Linked DNA regions of Mus musculus: all the other regions are linked to region 1. A link is a contact called in public HiChIP or PLAC-seq data. All regions are on one chromosome and are shown on one strand. Each heading gives the region's core, a stretch centred on a gene start, on an enhancer-like site or on the middle of the called end of the contact. The rest is flanking DNA. Distances are from core to core; before and after follow the strand shown. Region 1 overlaps Rhpn2 (rhophilin, Rho GTPase binding protein 2). Region 2 overlaps Chst8 (carbohydrate sulfotransferase 8). Region 3 overlaps Chst8 (carbohydrate sulfotransferase 8).

What was found. HiChIP or PLAC-seq counts read pairs in DNA pulled down with a chosen protein or histone mark.
Region 2: a contact with region 1 is called in an H3K27ac HiChIP or PLAC-seq map of embryonic stem cells, with 4 times the contacts expected there. The contact joins two enhancer-like sites. A contact is called at or near these places in 2 of 115 datasets of contacts at active chromatin or transcription factors (both in embryonic stem cells) and 1 of 9 other capture datasets (liver).
Region 3: a contact with region 1 is called in an H3K27ac HiChIP or PLAC-seq map of embryonic stem cells, with 2.1 times the contacts expected there. The contact joins two enhancer-like sites. A contact is called at or near these places in 2 of 115 datasets of contacts at active chromatin or transcription factors (embryonic stem cells and trophoblast stem cells).

Annotation. Positions count from the first base shown.
Region 1 is chr7:35,387,313-35,390,269 of GRCm38.p6, reverse strand. The region is part of intron 14 of Rhpn2 (rhophilin, Rho GTPase binding protein 2); the gene reads right to left. Among named protein-coding and RNA genes, the nearest start is that of Faap24, 8.0 kb to the left of the region's middle. Within about 2 kb of position 1,324, at least 13 of the 459 cell types and tissues checked have an H3K27ac peak or open chromatin away from gene starts, as enhancers often do. A contact at or near this core is called in embryonic stem cells, where this site is marked.
Region 2 is chr7:34,797,224-34,800,255 of GRCm38.p6, reverse strand. The region is part of intron 1 of Chst8 (carbohydrate sulfotransferase 8); the gene reads left to right. Among named protein-coding and RNA genes, the nearest start is that of Gm38987, 14 kb to the left of the region's middle. Within about 2 kb of position 1,400, at least 23 of the 459 cell types and tissues checked have an H3K27ac peak or open chromatin away from gene starts, as enhancers often do. A contact at or near this core is called in embryonic stem cells, where this site is marked.
Region 3 is chr7:34,719,467-34,722,444 of GRCm38.p6, reverse strand. All of the region lies in intron 2 of Chst8 (carbohydrate sulfotransferase 8), which reads left to right. Among named protein-coding and RNA genes, the nearest start is that of Gm12781, 61 kb to the right of the region's middle. Within about 2 kb of position 1,439, at least 73 of the 459 cell types and tissues checked have an H3K27ac peak or open chromatin away from gene starts, as enhancers often do. A contact at or near this core is called in embryonic stem cells, where this site is marked.

The DNA of each region.
Region 1 (2,957 bases), core at 75-2,574:
GTGGCTCAGTAGGTAAAGCATCCATGTGTGGAAGGAGAGAACTGACTCCTACACGTTGTCTCCTGACCACAGAACACACGCCCAGCAAATCAAACTCAGAACTCTGAAAAGCAGGCAGGGGCAGCGTGTGCCACACATCTCACTCCGGATGCCAAGGGAGGGGGGATCGAAGAGCTGTTTGATTTTTAAGACAGGGAACCATAAAGGAAGGTGATTCCCTTTGTGTGCTAGCTGCTTTTATGTCAACTTGACCTAGGCTAGAGCCTTTAGAGAAGAGGGAACCTCCGTTTGAGAAAATAACCTCGTATGTCAACTTGGCCTAGGCTAGAGCCTTTAGAGAAGAGGGAACCTCCGTTTGAGAAAATAACCTCGTAAGATCGGGCGTAGGCAAGCCTACAGGGCATTGATGGGGAAGAGCCCAGCCCAGGGTGGGTGGTGCAATCCCTGGTCTGATGGTCCTGAGGTCTATAAGAAAGCAGGCTGAGAAGGCCAAGGGGAGCAAGCCAGTAAGCAGCGCCCCTCCGTGGCCTCTGCATCAGCTCTTGCCTTCAGGGTCCTGCCCTGTCTAAGTTCCTCCTGTCTTGACTTCCTTTGATGATAAACAGAGCTGTGGACCAAATCAAGCCTTCCCTCCCCAGGTTTCTTTGGTCCTGGCATTTGAGTTGCATCTCCTTTGCCCTCAAAGCTTTTGATGATGAACTGTAATATGGAAGTGTGGACCAAATGAATCCCTTCCTATCCAAGTTGCTTTTTGGTCCTGGTGTTTTATTTCAGCCATAGTAACCTTAGCTAGGACACCTTAGAATCTGGTAATTTTGGGTCAAGACTCCCTTTCAGAGACTCCAACAGGGGCATGCGATCATGAAAAACAATAAAACCAAATTCTCGAGCCAGATCCCAGGACTCTGAGCATCTCCGACCCTCCACCTGCTTTGAGTCTGCCTTCTACCATGATAATGGCTTCCTCACAAACACTGTCAGTTTTTTTCCTCCCTCCTCTGGCAGGATGTCAGCTCCAGTTCCACCGCACGCACGCCACCCTGCCTCCCCTACCACCATCCTTCAAACAGCTTGTTTACAGCTTGAGGCTATTTCCCAAACTGACAGGCTCCCCTGACCCCCTGGCTCTGCATGACCTTTGACCTGGCACGCCAGTCTTCCCCTGGTCCCACCAGTCCTTTTGGTCCTGGATGGTTCTTATAATCCTCTCTGCTCACCTCCAACTATTCAACACATATTCCACCAGAGAGCCTTGCCCTATGAGCAATAGCCATGGCCTCAAAGAATAGGCCCCCACGCTGCCTGGATTCCACGCCCCCTCCTCCAGGTACCAGCCCACACCCTGCATTCCTGCCTCACAGCCATTCTCAGCAGACGTGGCTCGCTCTGCTATCCATGCATGTCCACACGCACACACCCACACATTCTTTGAGAAGTTTCAATGACCCTCTCCCCTCCCAGGACCACTCCAGGGTCTGCCCCCTTCCTGGGTCTTCCCTTCCCTCCCTCTACTGCTGCTTCTGTTGTTTGTACATGGCGGGCTCCCTGCCTTAGTCCCCAAGCCTTCCTGCCCCCTGCCCGAGACTTTCAGGGCACTTTCTGGAAACCGTGGTCTAACTGAAAACCTACTGCCAAAGACACCGAGGCCCAGAAAGGGTATTAACCAGCTGATGCCGCGCAGCTTGTTGACAGTCGGGGCCTGATTCCAGCTCTACATGCCAAAGCATGGATTCTTTCCACGGTGTTAGTAGTCTCCAAATGTGCTCTAGGGAGGAGTAGGATTCCCACCATTCAAAACAAAGAGTAGCAGGTAAATGATCCGGGTGGAAACAGCCCTTCGCTTGTTCTCACCGCTTTGATGTTTTTCCATCACTGGGAAGGAACGGAGGACATGCTAAGCAAGCGTTATATTCTGAGCCACACGTCCAGCACTCGCCATTTAGGTTCATTTTGCAGGAGAGTCGTTCAGGAGCTGGAGAGAAGGCTCAGTGGCTAAGAGCACCTGCTGCTCTCCCAGAGGACCCGAGCTCAGTTCCCAGCACCCGCGTCAGAAGGCACACAACCAGCTGTAACTCCAGCTGCAACAGACCTGCCACTTCTGGCACCTAGCACCTGCACTCGCTCACGCATGCATACATACCCACAGTCAGACACACACCTACCTGTAGTTAGAATTAATAATCAGAAACCTTTTAAAAGCAAACAGTGGCCAAGTGTCATTATCTGAAGTCTTCATTGGCTACAAAGAATGATCATAACAATCCTGGGTATAGAGCTAGTGAGATGGCTCAGTGTTAAGAATGGCTCCTCTTCCGGAGGTCCTGAGTTCAATTCCCAGCAACCACATGGTGGCTCCCAACCATCTATAAAGGATCTGACACCATCTGTACCATCTGGCATGTAGGTGTGCGTGCAGACTGAGCACTCCTATATGTAAAAAGTACATAAATAAATATTAGAAAAATCATCGGTGTCATTATCACACCTATTACATAAACAAATGGCTCTGTGTCCTGTTGTATGGGCTTTCCCTACACCAACTCATCATGGCCCACTAAGACCCTAGGATACAGTTCCTATCTCCCCACTATCTTGAGCTTCAGAGCTATTCTTGAACTCACCCAAGGTCCAAGATTGGTTAAGGCCAGAATTCAAATCCAGCCAGACTGTGTGCTGAGCAACTTTTAAAACCATGCCCTGTTGGCCTGGCTCAAAAGCAGGGCAGCAGGAGTGAGAAATAAACCTTTTAATCAGTCATGGGGGCACAGCAAGCTCTGGAGTGCAGACTCCTGACAGCGTTCAAGACCACGCACAGCAGTCTGCTTAACCTCTTCTCAGACAAACGTCTGTTCCTGGCCGTCACTTGTTTGCCTGTCCGGGAACACCATGGATTTTGGGTATGTGTTCGCAGCCCACAGCGTTCTCCGTGGTTTCCTAGTGTTCTGTGAGTGTAACCT
Region 2 (3,032 bases), core at 151-2,650, 590 kb after region 1:
CCAGATCCTGGTGTGTGTGTGCTGGGAGCCTTTGTCTCCAGAAGCCACTTCCAGACACATGACAAACTCTGGGGGGAGGGGCCTCCAGTGTTCTGAAGGATTGCTTTGGAAATGGTCTCCTGGGCACAACCACTCCTAGCCACACAGCCGCTCAGGCAGGGTTGTGGGAGCTCAGGACAGTCTCCCGGGGAGGGCTGAAAGGTGTCCCTCTTAGACAGCTCCATGGCTCCAAAGGTTCCCTGAAAGAAATCAGAGGTTATCAGGTATGTTGGAACAAGCCTGCAATCCTAGCATTTGAGATGCTGAGGCAGGAGGATTGCTAGTCTGATGCCAGCCTGGAAGAGAAAAAACAGGACGGGGAGGGAGAGGGGTTAGGAGAGGAGGGGGATGAAGGAAGGGGGGAAGGAAGGAAGGAAGGAAGGAAGGAAGGAAGGAAGGAGGGAGGGAGGGGGAGGGAGAGAGAGAAAGAGTGAGGAAGAGAGAGAGGAGAGCTCAGAGGCTACGCGGGAATGAAGTCTTTGGCCTCAGGGTTATACATTTTTGCTTTCATCCCTGGGATGGATTCTCTCTCTCTCTCTCTCTCTCTCTCTCTCTCTCTCTCTGACTGTCTGAGCCACACCCACTAAGGCCCTCCTCTGGTTTGCTCTGAACACCAGAAAGTGTTTAACAATAAAACTCCTCTCCTTTGATCCCAGACTCCAGAGACAGAGGCAGGTGGATCTTTGTGAGTTTTTGGCCAGCCGGGTTTATATAGCAAGTTCCAGGCAAGTTAAGGATATGTTGAGAGACCTTATCTTAAAAACAAACAAACAAACAAACAAACAAACAAACAACTGACCAGCAAAAGCAAACCTATCTTTTACCAATGAAAACCCCTCCCAATACTTCCCACTGAGCCGGTTGCACACTTACTCTGCTTTCTCCCCTTTCTGGATCGTCTGGCCCCACCCCAGTGCTAATTGCCTGGGCTTAAAAGGAGCAGATTGCAGGAGGAGGGTGGGGGAGCTTATAGACCTCCATCAGCAGAAAGCCCCCTGGGCTTCTGGCAGGGGAAATCTGATCTTGGGCAAATGTCAAGGAGTCTTTTTGAAATCTGTGTTATGATATCAGCTTACTGAAGGCATAGGACTTCATCTGGATTTCATAAATATTGTATGGGCCACCCTTATCTCCACGTTGGCCAGCCTGAGAACACTACAGCAACCGGCCTTTTCTAGACACACACACACACACACACACACACACACACCCCTCCCCATTGCCTTCACCATCAATTGCAGAGTTGTCATGTAAAGCCAATTGGTGATATTTCAATCACAATGTCCCTGTAACAAATTTCATTCAAATTCCCGGGAAGAGAGTTAAGGCTTCGTCTTGCTGCGGGGAGAATGGCAGGCTAAATGTAGCTTCCTGGGGCCCTGGCAGCCATCCAGCGCTTTGTAATTTATACTTCTCCTTCCTGGCTCTCCAAGTGACCTTGGAACCTCAGTGCTGCTAGATTTCTTAGGTTCACCCGGGGTGCTCTCCACCCCCCCCCCAGGCAAGCTCTTCCAGACCCACCCATCCTGTGGGAGTTTGGAGGAGGCACCCCAAAAGCACATGGCTGGTGATGGGAAGATTGCTTGTTGCTGCTGACCTTTTTCTGCTAAAATTGATGTCAGCTGTGAAAGCACCAAACACACTGCTGGAAGGTGGCTTGCAGGTGACAGGAGTCTCTCTCCAAGCCCCACAGCCAGCAGGTAAACCTGGAAGGACGAGGTGGGGGAGGGGTGGCGTGCAGTTACACTCATCTGCAGCTATTTTGGTTGAAGAATAAACGAAGTGACACCCCCCCCCCCGCCCCAAACTGCTGCCAGTACAGGATCTAGCATGGGGGTGGCGTGTAAGAAAGATTAATGTACAGTTAAAACCTGTGTATGGGCAAGATTACAGGGCGACGCTATCGAATGCAAACACTGCAGCCGTCTAATTAAGGGGAGTTACAGGCTTCCTAGGATGTGTTTGCTGAAGGGAGTACTGGGGGAGGGGGCCTGTCTGTGGCGCGTATTGGTGCAGACTTGCCCCTGGCATATCGTGGGAGGCCACGTGGAGGGGTATGTAAGAGTCAGGAATTAGCCTGCCCGTCTCTGGTCTCCAAGCATCTAGCTCTTTCTCCAAACCACTCTGATCTCTGTCCCCCTCCTCACCTTTGCCTCCAAGACAGTGAGAACCCTTGACTATCTTTTTTTTTTTTTAACTGTTTTTAATTTCTCCTGCTTTGTCAGCTTTTTAAGAGATATGTTACATTATGTGGAAATTGGATGCTAACAAGATTTGTATGAATAAATTAGACTCTTAACTTTTTATGTTATTACAAAATTGAAATGGACTCTAATGACAGTCAGAATTAATGTTCTGTTTCAAATAAATGCTGGGGGTGTGACTGCATCTTCATTGTGGTCCTCCGGAGCCCTGCCTACATGGCTTTGCCTGAGAAGCCACCTCTGCCTTTCTCCTGGGAGATGGGGAGTGGGGGGGGTGGGGGTGGAGGGAGAAGATCTTGCTGTTACCTATGGAGTTCCCTGCCCATCCAAGGGTTGGGAACATGCGTTCTGTTTATATCTTTAGGTCCAGGTTTCCTAGGGGCTACTGGGAATTTCTGCTACTGGGGCTCCTAGTGGGATCTGTAGAGAGAGTTGCCCTGGGCCTTGAGTCATACCCTCACCTGTATGCAGGGGCCGGCTTTGTAGGCAGACACACCTTCCAGCCACCAATTGTAAGGTCTTGAGTAGGCTCACACTTCAGTCCAGAGCCCTCTCCTCAAGGCCCTCAACCAACCGTCTTAAGGTTTCCAGGGAATGCAGTCTTGATGTTGGAAACTTAGGGGGTTTTCTATCCTTAAACCACTTGTGTGGCAGCTAAGTCCTCCTTGGCTGAGGTCAGCGTCCCTGGGGATCTATCCTGACTTACTTGACATTGACAAGTGAAAAGCGAAGAGGAAGAGGAAGGACGCATTGTCTCGGGATTCAAAGTGCTTGATGATTCAGAGTGCT
Region 3 (2,978 bases), core at 190-2,689, 670 kb after region 1:
GCCCTCAGTTCTGGCTCTGCGGGCTACCTGCTCGTCTAGACTTCAGCTGGGGGTTGGAGGGGAGTCTAATTACCCAGGTTCCACTGCTTCCCTTCCCTCCCCAGCCTCAAGTTTCCAAGATGTACCCAGTCTCCCCTCACCAGTCCCACCAATGACATCATAGGTGTGGCTTTCTACAGTGAGACGCCAGTGTCTGCCACCTCCCAAATGAAATGTGTTTTCCAAACTGTGGCTGACATTGATAAATGTTTTTAAAAGTCGTTTACACTTCCCCTGATATAAGGCGGATTCCTTTTGTCAGCTGGGAGAAGGTCAGGTGGGAAACCCTTGACATACTACAGAACTGTCCTCAGGCCAGAGCGGATGGCCAGGCTGGGGTTGAATCTTGCCCATTAGTCACCTGTCTGTAAGGCACAGGGCACCCGTGAGACAACAGGAACTGGCTGTGTGGCTAAAGCAAGATCACATATGTTGGTTCTCACTCAGGCTTCCCTGTGTCTCTCCTTTCCGAGGCCTTAGTGCCCTTTCAAGGAAAGTGTGCATTGTGTCCAAGGATCCGCCCCCCACTTGAGGCTCCTGCTTCTGTGGCTGGAGCTCCCTGGCTATTGTTCTCTGGGGAAATGAGTGAGATAGGAGTGCTTTTGAAAGAGCCTTACAGCCAGGCGTGGTGGCGCATGCTTGACATTCCAGTACTCCAGAGGCTGGGCATGGAGGATGGAGAGGCTGGCCTAAGCTACATAACAAGTTCAAAGCCTGCCCCAGCTGTCCCCCCCAGAAATGAAAGATTGTGTAAGTGTGTGTGTGTGTGTGTGTGTGTGTGTGTGTGTGTGTGTGTGTACACTGGGGAGAGAGAGGGAGAGAGAGAGAGGTGGGGGAGGAGGGAGAGGAAAAGAGAGGGAGAGAATGTTCCCTGTATTGGATGACAATCCCAGGAATGTGACAGGATTCCAGGAGACAGGACTGGGGGAGGGGGTCACCTGGAGACACTGGACTAGCCTTAGGGCTGCACTTTGTACTTGCCTCCAGAGGCTGGGGAGGAAGGAAGGTAGAGGACCGCAAGGTGCCCAGCCCCAGGTTTGTCAAGCAGTCAGGAGCTGAGGAGCCTTGTTCAGCAGAATGGGCAAGGGTGAACAAGCCTCATATGGCAAGGATGGGGCTGGAGCCACTTGCTGTGGCTACCAAAGGAAAAACTGCAGCAAGCCTGGGTTTCACACTCCGTGGAGGACATCATGTGACAGTCACTGTGTATCAGACTCCTGCGTGCTGCTCCAGTCAAAGAAAGGAGATGTTCTGCCTTGTGACAGTGCCACCATTGATGGCCACACATCATCTCGTTGGCTGCTGTTTAAGATGGGAGGTCTCAGGCCACAAAGGAGACTCCTGGCTCAGCTCCCCCTGACAGCCATTCTTATTGTGAGTGATTCTGTTTTCACTGTGGCAGCTGGCTCTAGGAAAGGCCTGGCAGCCCCTGCTGTGAAGCCCTGAAACTCCACAGCCAGACCCTCCGTACTAGAGAGCTCCTGTCCATCAGAAGAGGCAGAGGGGCACAGGAAGTTCCTAATGCCTGGGGGAGGAACTAAAAGGACCATCTGGGCCTGATCATGCACACACTACCTATCCTTGTGTATACAGACTCATGCCATATATTCATATACCACACACATACATATACAGCACATACATACATACCACCCATATACACACAATCCACATACACCACACACATGCACCATTCACTACATACATACACATATATATCATTAGAAGCTGCACAAATACTCCATACATATAGCACCTATCCACAATAAACACATATATACATGCACGCCACATACATGTACATACCACCTGCATACAATGAACACATAGACACCACACACCATTCATTCCCACAAATACACATATACTACCTATTGCAACATACACACATATGTACATATCATCCATACACAGCACATACAATTTATGCACAGAGCACACATCATATCATACATGTGTCACCCATACACACTCAGGTATATGCCATGATGTATACCATATGTGTATACATCTACACACATATATACATACCTAACACACCATATCTGTACAAAAAAATACATGTATAGACAAATCACATACACTTTCTGTTGGCTTCTTTTGACTTGCAGAAATTACCCAGTCAAAGTGTTCATGGCAAAGCCAGAAAGAAACAGAGGCAGGAACAAATCAGACAGAGGCAAGCAGTGATGGGGCACCAGGCCTCTCTGCCTTACCCCTCAGCTCATTCCCTACAGTGGTAGAGAGCAGAATCAAGGAACTGGGGCTGGCATCTGAGAGGCATCTCCTCCACAGTGGTCATGTCCATCATGGCCCAGATCAGAGTGGCTGCTGTCACTGGCCCATCTGGGAGCCATCGAGGACTGGTGCCCTGGCTCTCTCACCCTGGATGGGCATGGTCTGATCAGAGACACTTGCTGCACCTGTAGCCATCCCCAGGTTCAATGCAAGTTGATCCTTGAGCCACATATTCACAAAGAAAAGCATTGTGGGACATGGCAGGGCTCAGTGGAAAGGCTGCCAGTCTCTGGACACCCTTTCTGAGTTTGGGCCTGTTCTAACGTTCATACAGTGATATGTCCAGTGGTGTATTTGCCTTCAGGCCAGCAGAGGGCGCCCTGAGCCAGCTCATGACACTTTTGTTGCCCTGGCCTCTGATGGTTCTTGGGACAGGACCCAGGTCTCTTCTGTCTTTCTACTCCAAGCTTCCTTCGTATCATATGCCGGGTGTTTGTTGAATGGACAGAGGAATGGTGGACAAATAGACAGAAGGACAGTGGGTAAGTTAGCAGATGGAACGGTGGGTGGATGGATGGATAGATGGATAGGTGGGTGGATGATGGGATGGATGGATGGATGGATGGATGGATGGATGGATGGATGGATAGATGGATGGGTGGGTGGGTAGCAGATAGATGGATGGATGATGGGTAGGTGGA